2 separate regions of the Canis lupus genome follow, and region 1 is linked to region 2. The links are chromatin contacts, called in public Hi-C maps. All regions are on one chromosome and are shown on one strand. The core of a region is the stretch at or near the end of the contact, and the rest is flanking DNA. Distances in the headings are between cores, read along the strand shown. Region 1 has its middle 15 kb from the start of CCR7. Region 2 has its middle 3.8 kb from the start of KRT27.

What was found. A called contact is a pair of places that touch in the nucleus more often than the background predicts.
Region 1: a contact with region 2 is called in a Hi-C map of blood, with 3 times the contacts expected there. The contact joins two enhancer-like sites. A contact is called at or near these places in 6 of 9 Hi-C or Micro-C datasets (amygdala, blood and liver).

What each region holds. Positions count from the first base shown.
Region 1 is chr9:22,001,694-22,008,111 of UU_Cfam_GSD_1.0, forward strand. No RefSeq gene overlaps it. Among named protein-coding and RNA genes, the nearest start is that of CCR7, 15 kb to the right of the region's middle. Within about 2 kb of position 2,273, at least 1 of the 20 cell types and tissues checked has an H3K27ac peak or open chromatin away from gene starts, as enhancers often do. A contact at or near this core is called in blood, where this site is marked.
Region 2 is chr9:21,843,533-21,849,471 of UU_Cfam_GSD_1.0, forward strand. No RefSeq gene overlaps it. Among named protein-coding and RNA genes, the nearest start is that of KRT27, 3.8 kb to the right of the region's middle. Within about 2 kb of position 1,344, at least 1 of the 20 cell types and tissues checked has an H3K27ac peak or open chromatin away from gene starts, as enhancers often do. A contact at or near this core is called in blood, where this site is marked.

The DNA of each region.
Region 1 (6,418 bases), core at 1,023-3,522, 160 kb after region 2:
AATGTCTGTAATTCTGACAGATTTGCTTACTTAAGAATGGGCTGTTATGGGGTGCCTGGGTGGCTCAGCGGTTAAGTGTCCGCCTTCAGCTCAGGGCGCAATTCTGGAGACCCGGGATCAAGTCCCACATTGGGTTCCCTGCATGGAGCCTGCTTCTCCTTCTGCCTGTGACTCTGTCTCTCTCTGTCTCTCTGTCTCTCTCTCTCTCTCTCATGAATAAATAAATAAAATCTTTAAAAAAAAAAAAAAAGAATGGGCTATTATCTAGAAACTGACACCTCTGGGTTTCTATGCTATCCTGTGGGTTTTTCTAGCAAATCACATAAAGAGCCATTCCCATTTCCTCTTCTTCCACTTGCATGACAGAACAAGTGAAACCTAAGATTCTGTGGGCTTTATCACATAATTTGAAAGTCTGAGTTATTGAAATTAACAGGGTTAAGCATTGTCTCTCTTTTGAATGGTCTGTTGGGTTGTTTAAAAACCACCGTGGGTGGGCATCCTGAAGATATGCTCCCTGCCTCCTTTCTCCCCAAGAAGCCCTCCTGGACCAACCTGCACGTCCCTTTTGGATCCTTCAGGGTTTTCAGTGTGAAACAAGACAAACCAATCTTTATTACTAAATCTCTGTCACTTTGCTTTGTGTTACCAGAGACTTCTCTTCATCAGGGATAAACAGTTGGGAGAGGAAGAGGGGAATGAGAGAGAGGGGGAAATAATCATCACCAATCACTAAAAGTTACTCATTGTTTAAAAAAGCAGCATCGCAATTAAAACTAGTAAGTCTTTAAGTTCCATGTCACCCTGTAGAGTCAAATATTGAATTTCAGTTGCCCTGTGGGGTGTCACTGAGATTCTGATGAGTCAGATATAAATTGTACAGCTGGCTCAATTCTCAGGACCACCTCAGGACTTCTTAGAAGAAATAGCACTGTCACATCCACGTCTATCCCCACCAAAAAAAAAAAAAATTACGCATACATGTAAGTGTAATCAACTTGATTCTGGGAACTCTTCTGGCTGGTTCCACTTTGCTAAAGTGTCACCAACACAGTGCTCTTGAAGCTTGTATTATTCCATCCCATAGGGCTACTTCTTGGCTATCAATCTTGGCTAATCAAAATTCTGCCACCCACTGAGTGAACACAGTTAATACATCCTTAGAATGAACCAATATGCAGCCTTTTAAGGGGATGTTGTGGAAGGAGAGTTAATTATAAGGAGGAAAGTTCATGATGTATTTGTCAAGTGAAAATAGGTACAAAACAGCAGGTGCTGTATACCCATTTTGAAAGCCATATATTCTTTTCTTTAAAAAAAAAAAAAAGATTGGGCAGATATGGTCATCTCTTCGTGGTTTATTTCCTTTCCATGCTTCTCAAAATTTCACCACATTTTGTTTTTGTAATTGAGCAAATGTAAGAAGAAAACATCTTACTTGTTAGAGGCTAAATTTTCCCCAGCGCCAAATTAATATGTGGAAGTCCTAAACCAGAGGACCTCAGAATGAATTTGGAGATGGGACCTTTAAAGAGGTAATTAAGGTCAAATTCTGTCACATGGGTCATGCAGGCCCTAACCCAGTGTGACTAGCATCCTTACATGATGAGGAGGTTAGAACATGGGCAACAGACAGAAGGGTGAACGTGTGAGGACACCACGGGAAGACAGCCTTCTGCAAGCCAAAGAGGGAGATCTTAGAAGAAACCAATCCTGCCAACAGCTTGTTCTCAGACTTCAAGCCTTCAGCGCTGTGAGGAAACAAAATTCTGCTGTGTACCCCACCCGGTCTGTGGTGTTTTGTTACGGCAGCCCGAGCAAACTAACATGCTACTCCTCTTTCAGAGACCAGCTCTGATGCCAGTCCGCCCTTGAAACTTCACTCCCAATCTTCCCCCTCCTTCTGCCCCTCTGCTGCCACCACTTTTGTGTCACCTGGCCTCGTTGAGAATAAGGCTTGTTCACACTTCTCTCTGTAAGCTTCTTGAGGGGGAGGCCCATGCCTTGCACGGGACCTGAGCACTTGCTCAGATGACCTGGAAGAAAGAGCAACTTCCCTAGGACACCAGTAGGGGTCAGGCCGCCCAGAGGTTTCCAGGTGGGTTAACTGCCCCTGGTGGTATGTGTGTGTGTGTGTGTGTGTGTGTGTGTGCCAGTGGGGGGGAGGGTGTGGTGGTTCCACAAGGGTGCCACTTCGTACTAGCTGTGTAATCTTGGGGGCAGTCACACCTTCACACCCAAACCTAAAAAGGTTCACAAAGCATTTTCCTATGTAGCTTCTCATTTTGTTGTCATGACAATCCACTTCGATTGCATATTATTTCCTCTGCTTCGCAGGTGAGGTAACCATCCTCAAAGAGGTGGAGAAACAAAACATTTCGTTGTGAAAACTTACAACAATAATAGCTAGAATGTCTTGTGTGCCTGGCAACGCACTAAACACTCCGCACAACCTGTCCCACTTAATCCTCATGACAAGCCTATGAGGGAGGAATTATTACTCAACCTACTTTACAGATAAGGAAACTGAGGCTCAGAGGAATGACTGGAGAGCACACGGCTAGAAAATGGTGGAGCTGGAGTTTAAACACGAGGTTCATGTCCACAGCCCACACTTGCAAGCCATGTGCCACACTGCCCCCTCCCACATAAATTAGCATATGGAGGGGCTGCTAAATGAGGGGAACAGACAGGAGTTGCTCCAAATATCAGAAACTGCGTTCATCTGGAAAGTCTTCTTAAAAATGGTGAGATTTGGGCAGCCCCGGTGGCTCAGTGGTTTAGCGCAGCCTTCACCCTGGGGCCGGATCCTGGAGACCCCGGATCGAGTCCCACGTCGGGCTCCCTGCATGGAGCCTGCTTCCTCCTCTGCCTGTATCTCTGCCTCTCTCTCCCTCTCTGTCTGTCATAAATAAATAAAATCTTAAAAAAAAATAATGGTGAGATTTGAGGGGCACCTGGGTGGCTCAGCGGCTGAGCGTCTGCCTTTGGCTCAGGTCATGATCCCGGGGTCCTGGATCGAGTCCCACAGGGAGCCTGTTTCTCCCTCTGCCTATGTCTCTGCCTCTCTCTGTGACTCTTATGAATAGATAAATAAAATCTTTTTTTAAAAATGGTGAGATTTGGGCCAAGCCTTTCGGACACAGTTGAGTGGAGAGGATGGGAGGGGCCAGGTGCCCTCACTTAATGCTGTTTACAACCAAGAGTTTCACAAGTCAGCTTTAACCACCAGATTCAACCCCCCACATCCCTGTTGAGCCCCTGGTCTTGCCACCCACTGGGCTGGAAGGTGCAGGGGAGAGGAGGGTGAAGGAGAGCTCACTCCCTTGGGGAAGGCAGACTGTGTCTAACTAGAAGGACCCAAGAGGACAGGCATCAATTCCATTGCCATAGGTTTTTTTTTTTTTTTTAAGATTTTATTCATTTATTCATGAGAGACACAGAGAGAGGCAGAGACACAGGCAGAGGGAGAAGCAGGCTCCAAGAAGGGAGCCAACGTGGGACTCGATCCCGGGTCTCCAGGATCGTGCCCTGGGCTGAAGGGCGGCGCTAAACCGCTGAGCCACCCGGGCGGCCCTGCCATAGTTTTAAGGCTCTCTTCGCAGCTTTGAGCGGGGAAGCCCTCGATCCAATTCTAATTCTGATATGAATTTTCTTGTCCTTTCCTTTTTTTTTTTTTTTTCCTTTGGAGTACCTGGTTTATGTCTGATGCGAGTGATCTCAGGACGGTGTCACTGCCACAGATTTTCTATTGAGATTTTAGGCAAATCTAGCCTGTCTGGTGGCTTCAGCTTCTGCACCTGGAAATAGAGTCACTGAATATGTATTGCAGAACAACTTCCGTAAGCTAACAGCAATCATTTACATGCAATATCCATTCTTTCTCTCTTTTTTTCTTTTGTTAGAAATGTGGGCTTAGAAAAGAAAATCTCAAAAAAGATGAAGTGTGAGCTTAATGTGAAGGAGAGAGGTCAAAACAAAGAAATAGGTTTAAAAGTCAGCAGCATATAGATAAAAGTCATGGGAGCAGATGGATACTCCAGGAGAGATGTTTGTTAAATGAAAGATTAATTAATCCACTCCCCGGGGCCCACCTCATGGTTCCACACAATCAAAAGCTCTAACCCCAGCAATTAAAATACAGAAAAGCAGCTATTGATGGAAGGAGGAGATAGAAATACCTCCAATCACCAGTTTTCATCCCCCTGGACTGGATAATGCTTTCAGAGGAGATGGTGTAAGTGGATTAACCTCACAGCCCACCCACCTCCCAGGAAAGCCAGAGGAAGAGAGTTGGGTCTACAGCAATAATGTGACCCCAAGTGATGCCTGGGTGGCTCAGCAGTTGAGCATCTGCCTTCAGCTCAGGGCATGATCCCGAGAGCCAGGATCGAGTCCCACATCAGGCTCCTTGCAGGGAGCCTGCTTTTTCCTCTGCCTGTGTCTCTGCCTCTCTCTCTCTCTCTCTCTCTCTCTCCGTGTCTCTCATGAATAAGTAGACAAAATCTTAAAAAATAATAATAATAATGTGACCCCAGCAGGAACATCCACCTGAATCACAGAGGGTCTTGTTTTGGGGCCTCTCCTAACTAATGCCCTTCTTGCTGGACCCACTCCCACCAGAACAGGCACCTTAGCCGTGGGGCCATACCTCTCATTGGCTTATTTCTTGTAAGACTCAAGACATAAGACAGTCTTAACGAGTTAACGCAAGAACATTTTCTTACACAAATTGAATACATGGAGAAGAAACGGGTAGGAAATATCAGAAAGGGAGACAGAACATAAAGACTCCTAACTCTGGGAAACGAACTAGGGGTGGTGGAAGGGGAGGAGGGCGGGGGGTGGGGGTGAATGGGTGACAGGCACTGAGGGGGGCACTTGATGGGATGAGCACTGGGTGTTATTCTGTATGTTGGCAAATTGAACACCAATAAAAAATAAATTTATTATTAAAAAAATTTGAATACATGGGAACATTTCCCTGACTGGGGTCCAAATGACCAGTGCAAAATCACTTTAGATTCTTGAGCACATTCAATACTTGGGCGTATTTGATTTCTCTCTCTCTCTCTCTCTCTTTCTTAATGATGAGAGAAAAGCTATCTGCAGAAGAAAACTCTTCCATGTGGATTAAACCCTCTACCTTTTCATCCCAGATATCCAAACCCAATTTTGAGAATAGGATGACCCCTTCCCCCTTGCCTCCTCTTTGGAAGGTAAAGAAGAGAGGGATCTCGTCACTCCCACAGTCTATAACCCCAGGGCTGCCTAACTAGTGCCAGGCCAGGCATCTCCTGATCGCTCTCAATGTGAGCACTCTACCACATACCCAGCATGTCAAGGAAAACCTCACCTTCCTGATCTGCTGCAGAACCTGAGAAGATGTGGTGAAAGAGAAATATTTCCCAGTAACTGTGCCCACAGGGTTCCGGGGACCTCACAAACTCAATCTGTGCCAGGTGACTATGTTGCCAAGCCAGACGAGCTATCAGTGCTGTTAGTCATTCAGTGCAAGAAGAAAATGTGCCCGAGTCACCTTCCTTCGGGCATAACAAGCATTATGCATCTGTCTGCCCAGCACCATATTCTATGGAATAACAATCATCTCGTATTGAGAATATGAAAGTGAAAAGACAAAGTCCTCATCTCCAGGATCTCAAGCTCTAGTAGGAGAATGAAAACATCTTCATTCTTTCTTTCTCACCTCCTTATCCCACTCTAAGCCCATATCCCTAATATCAGGAAGTAAGAAGCTGGGTTGGGTCAAGTTATGAAAACTATTGGGCTGGGCTGTTGACTACCATATTGGCTAAGAACCCAGTAGAATCTGAGACATTTAGAGTCTGTAGCAATCTTGGTAGCCTCAGACAAGCTTCTTTGTGGCACTGTTTGGGAGGTGGGGTGGGGGTAAGCCTTGCTCTAGGCTCCTAGACACGCCTACAAAAGGAAGATTAAGATAGTCACAAACCTGGACACACTGCGTGTTCCCCTGGAAAAAAAGAAAATGATACAAGTAGAAAAAAGATGCAGGAAGCAGAGATTGATGCAGGGACAGGCAGCCAAGTGGGGAAAAGTATGAATCCAGGTGCCAAACTCTATGCAAGAACCCGGAAGCCTGGCCCCAGCAGGTAGGGATGGAAAGCTATTACCACTCTTCCTTTTCTGTTTAAGGAGATATGAAAGGTGAGTGGAGAAAGTTGTTTGACTAAACTAAACTCATGCAAACCCCATCCCACCCCTCTTCCTGCCAACAACTTGGTGCCAAGAGGCTTGGTCTGGTTGAGTCTGGTCAGGTCTGATTGGGTCTGGTCAGGTCTGATTGGGTCTGGTCAGGTCTGGTTAGGTCTGGTTGGGTCTGGTTGGATCTGGTCAGGTCTGGTCAAGTCTGGTTGACTCTGATAGATTCTGGCTGGTC
Region 2 (5,939 bases), core at 94-2,593:
GATATCCTCTTCTTCCCACAGAAGTGCTTCTAACATAAGACTTGCAGGTCTTCGGGCTCCCTGCATGGAGCCTGCTTCTCCCTCTGCCTGTGTCTCTGCCTCTCTCTCTCTCTCTCTCTCTCTGTGTGTCTCTCATGAATACATACATACATACATACATCTTAAAAAAAAAAAAAAAGACCTGCAGGTCTTATGGCAAATGATAATTTGTTCTACCAGCTTACATTTTGGGTTTCATGGTCACCTCAGTTTGTTATAAAAGTTGTACATGGGTATCTGGTTTTGTGATGTAATTGTTCTGTGTAATTTCTATGTGAAGATTCAAAAGTTCTGCCACCATTGCCATGATTTCCCAGACTCTATGCCTTATTCTTGAAAGATAATTTTGCTTGGTGCTCAGTTTTAATGTGATAATTATTTTTTCTTAATATTTTGTGGAAGGGCACCTGGGTGATGCAGTTGGTTAAGTGTCCAACTCTTGTTTTCAGCTCAGGTTGTGATATTATGGAATGGGAGATGGAGCCCTGCATCAGGCTCTGCTCTTAGTACAGAGTCTGCTTGAGTTCCTCTCTCCTCTGCTCCTCCTCTCCCCTCTCAAAAATAAATAAATAAATCTTAAAAAAATATCTTCTGCAGAGATCATTCCAGTGTCTTTGATTTCTATTGTTGCTCATGGAAGCTGCAGACAGTCTAATTATGGTTCCTTTATAGATGATATCTATTTTCTCTGCTGCTTTTCCTTGTCTTTGGTGTTCTTCAGCATCACTATAATGTTACTTGAAGCAGATTCTTAAATTCACTTTACCTTTTAAATTGGAGGGCTGTTTCTATTCTAGAAAACTCTTACCCTCTGCCCCATTAGTATGGTCTCTAAGGAGACTCCACTGAAAAATATGTCAGAGTTTCTCTCCAATCTCCCTCTCTTTCTTTCTCCTTTTCTCCCTCTCTCCCCCTGTCTCATTCTCTTTCATTTAGGATAATAAGGTTTTATTTTTCCTACAATTTATTTATTTCTTCCTTAGTTATGTCATATCTGTTGCTTAATCCTCAGGTAAAATTCTCAATTTTAGTTATTATATTTCCCATTTTATTTTTTTATTGAAGTATAATTAACACACGATGTTATATTATTTGCAGATGTACAATATAGTGATTCAACAGTTCTAGGATGCTCAGTGTTCATCTAGACAAGCACACTCCTAATCCTCTTCATCTAGTTCTTTTGTTTCCATTTCTTTTTAAAATATATCTAGTCATTTTTTATAGTTATTCATTCAGAACACTTCCATTTCTCTCTTTCACTTCCCTAAACACAAAAAACACATTTTTTTTGCATACATTTCCTTGTAATTGCATTATCATTGGTCTTTGACATCCTATTCTGTAGACTGTAGTTAGTTTTGGCTCTTAGTCATATGTGTTTATTTCTTCATATGTTTATTTTATTTTGAGTTCATATGTGGTTGGAATTTAACTTTGGGAGTCGTGTAGGGCCAGGACTGAGATGATTTCTCCAGGGGAATGTGAAGCAGTACCAACCTGAAAACATCTTTTTAAATTTTTTTTTAATTTTATTTTTAAGTAAGCTCCACACTCAGAGTGGAGCCCAACACAGGCCTTGAACTCACAACTCTGAGATTAAGACCTGACCTGATATCAAGAGTTGGACAACCAAGCAAGCCACTCAGACACCCCAACCTGAAAATATCTTAAATGAATTTCTTGGATTGGGGTTCTCAGATTAAATTTGACCGTATCAGAGTAAGGCTGTGATTATAAGTCATTATCAAATATCAATAATATTCACATTATCAGATTTTTACTTAGTACCATTGGTAACAGAATGACTTGCTGGTTTCTCCATTTCGCCAGCATGGAGACTTTTCTAACTTCATCTTTTCTACTGATGATATAGGCTTTGGGGGCATACAGCTTTAAGTGGGGTCTCAAGTTCAGCTATGACACTTGGTCGGGTCCAAATCTTACTTCTCAGTGGAGTTTTTAACCAAAAAATCTTTCTAATCTAAGCATATTTCTAAGATAACTCAAGCTTCTATGTCTACTCACCATTCATGTTCAGCTCTGTGTGTGTGTTTTTTTTTTAATGTTTTCTTTTATTTTCTTTTGAGCTTAGGTATGAATTTAAAAAACATTTTACAATAATTTATCCAGCACTAGGGTATTTCATCTAGTCTTATTTAACTATTAGACATGGAGATACCATAGTGTCTATTTTAAAACTGGATTTATATCAACTTTATTTGTAAATTTTACAGTGAAATATCCAATGTGCACTTGAGATTTTTTTCTTGATTAGTTTGTAAAAAATTTTCCTTTTTATTCAAGTAATGAATGCATTTTAACAGTTAAATTGTGCTACAAACAAAAACAACAGTGTCTTTTTCTCTCCCTTCTTCTGCCTCAAGCCCTGCTTTCTACAGGCAACCACTTACAACTCTTTTAGCTGTTCCTTGTCATCTTTATCTCTAGATTTTTAAATACTATGTTTTATTCAATATTTCTTGATTTATCAATTTTTCTTATTATATATTGTACTCTTAAAAGAAAGTTGAGAGTTTTTCCTTTGCCACCTTCCTTCTCTTCCTAACATAGCTATACCACAGTATTTGGTTAGATCAATGTTAAGTTACTCATCATTATGGCTAAGTAGATATTGTTCATTGTTGCATTGAGCAGTAGATGCCATGTTTTTTGTGCAACTTTTTGTTTTTCATACAAGCAATATTTTTTTAGCATTTGTACTAACCTAGTTTCCTATATATCTTTATCTCTCATGCCTCTTTCTTACACGAACAAAACCATCCATCTTTTCCATCTACCTCCTGCAGCCCTCACACTCAGAATCCTCCCACCTCATATTTATTTTTCTGACTTGCTACCCAGCTATCATCAGGGACATTCATTCAGTGCACCTGTACTGGGGCCCTATTTCTCGGATTCTAAGCTTTTTCCTTTTTCTTGTTCATTTTTCGCTCTAGTGATTTCCTGACAAAGTATGTGAGGAAGATAAATATTTTGAGACCTTTCATGTCTGAAGATATTTTTATTCTACCCTCACTCATGATTAATTGTCAGAGGAGAGAATTTTATGTTGTACTTCATTTTCAAGTAGAATTTTGAGGGCATTCTTCACTGGAGTCAGGGCTTCCAGGATTGTTGAGAAGTCCAGAGCCATTCTGATTTCCCCATCACTGGATGTGTGTTGTCTTTTCTTCTGACATTTTAAGTGTTCTCTTTTTCTCCATGGTTCTCTGAAATAAACTGAGCACGTGCTCTGCTGTGATTCCTTTTCATTTATTACAGTCATTGGTGGTCTCTTTCAATTTAGAAGCTCAGTCCTTTAGTTCTGGGTAGTATTATAAAATATGTTTATAAAATAATTCCTTCATCATTTCACCATTCTCTCTTTCTGAAAGATTTACTTAAGGTTGCTCTTCTTGGACTAAACCTCTAATTTTATTTTATTTTTTTTAAGATTTTATTTATTTATTCATGAGAGACACAGAGAGGCAGAGACATAGGCAGAGGGAGACATAGGCGGAGAGTCCACTGGGAGACTCAGTCCCTTGACCTATGGATCATGACCTGAGCTGAAGGCAGGTGCTCAACCACTGAGCCACCCAAGTGCCCCAAACCTCTAATTTTCTTTTTTTTTTTTTTTTTATTTATTTATGATAGTCACACACAGAGAGAGAGAGAGAGTCAGAGACACAGGCAGAGGGAGAAGCAGGCTCCATGCACCGGGAGCCCGACGTGGGATTCGATCCCGGGTCTCCAGGATCGCGCCCTGGGCCAAAGGCAGGCGCCAAACCGCTGCGCCACCCAGGGATCCCAACCTCTAATTTTCTAATCTTTTCTCTTATCCATCTTTTGACCTTCGTTCAACTGTTAGGGAGATTTTTTTTTTTTTTGAAACTTATTTGCCAACCCATCTATTGAAGTTATTTTGGAATTTATTTTTTAATTCTTTAATTCTTAGGGCCCTTTCTTGTGCTCTGCTGTTTAATTTTAATAATACTGTATTCATGTTTCAAATATGTAGTATTTTTCTTACTCCTAAAGGCATTAATGATAGGTAGTTTCATTTTTAAAGTTTTATTCAGGTTCCTTTATTGTTTGTATCCAAGTGCCATTCTTTGATTCTTTCTTTGTGTCTTTGTCTTTCATGTTGGAGTGTTTTTTAATATATGGTGATTATTGAAATTCTGCTCATCCTTAAGTAAGGCCCTAAATACTGTATGTGGTGTGTGTTTATTTCACTCTAGAGTAGGTAGGTAGTAAGCACTCTTCTGTGGGAAACACTCAAGTACCTGCAGGTCTTTTCTCTAGAACTCTTCAGCTACCCCAGAGAAAGACCCAACAACCAGAGATGGCATCTAATCTGCAGAGTCTAGGGCAAAATAAAAATGTCAGATCCCTTGTTCCAAAGTCAGAAAAAAATTCAGTTAGGGTAACTAACACATAAATATTTTTCTTTAAAAATGTTTTATTAAAACATAGAATAGAATAGTAATACATACATAATATAATCTTACAAATTGCAAAATAACATTTTATGTCATAATTTTTTGTAATATAATAAATTATAATGCTTTATTAATATGATTTCTTGGTTGATCAATAGATTTCTCTGACTTGCTTTTCTGTAAATTCACTTATTAGGTCATGAAAATTTATATTTTTAGCAACTTCATTTTCAATCTGTATAATTGAAAGTAATGTCCATTGTTCTTGGCAAATGCAAGATCTCAAATAATCTCAACTGGAAAGAACAACACGAGCAGAGACCAAAAGGAGGGAGGCAAGAACAGTAAAATGAAGGAATGAACAAGTCAGGCTGGTAAAACCTACCACAAGAAGAAACTTACAAGTCAGACAAAGGAGCTTTATCTAGCTTATAGTCCATTGATTTTAAACTGGAGGAAAGTGGGAGAAGGAAAGAAATACTTACTGACTACAGTCATTGACAAGCATAGTTGCTTTACAAATGTAACTACCATTTAACAGCCTCACAAAAACACAAGTCACATCTCCATCTTAGAAATAGAGGCTCAGCAAGAGAGAACTTTGCATTGGTCACACAGAAATTTGCAGAACTGGGATATGAATGCTGATATATTTGATCCAAGAGCTCACATTCTTTCAATTACATGAATGGTGGTGTATTACAGGAATGGTACCTTGACTTACTGCTCTGCCTACTGATCAGGAAGGAAAAGAAAAAGACTTGAGCCAAAAATCCAATTATTAAGCTGGAAAAAAATAATAGAAGAAAAATAGAAAAGAAAAAAAATGCTTCAAGAGACACTGCAGAAGTAGATTCAATTGGACTTAGTGACTTGTTGGATGCAAGCTGGTAGAAGATGACAGAAATTAAAGATTTTTTTAGCAATCATAAACATGACAGGGTAATTCCACCAACAAGTAATGCAAAAAAGATACAAAAGATCAAAGTTTGATGACAAGGTGACTGAGTGTTGAGCTAGAAGTCATCCAAGTAGAAATGTCTAGTGGACATAGTGAGGCGTGGATCTAGAATAGAACACAGACCAGTGCTAAAGATACATATTTAGAAACCATTCACCCATAGCCAAAGTGACAAGAAGGGGTGACAGCACCAAAAGAGAATGTGTAGAAAATAAGAGTGTCAAGCACAAAATTATAAGGAATGACAAATCTAGAGCACAGACATACTAAACGGAAGAAAGAAGAGGAGCAAACAGAAATATTCCATTAGAAGTATTTTCAGAAGGCAGTTGTTCAGAATTCACTAAGCCTGGTGTGGTCAGTATCAAATATGTCCAAGAAGATGTAGGGGAATAAACATGAGAAATAATGACTGAATTGGAGATGTGGGAAAATGAGCAATTTGAGGGTTAATTTCCATAAAGTGCTAGGAACCAAAATTCAGGAGTGAG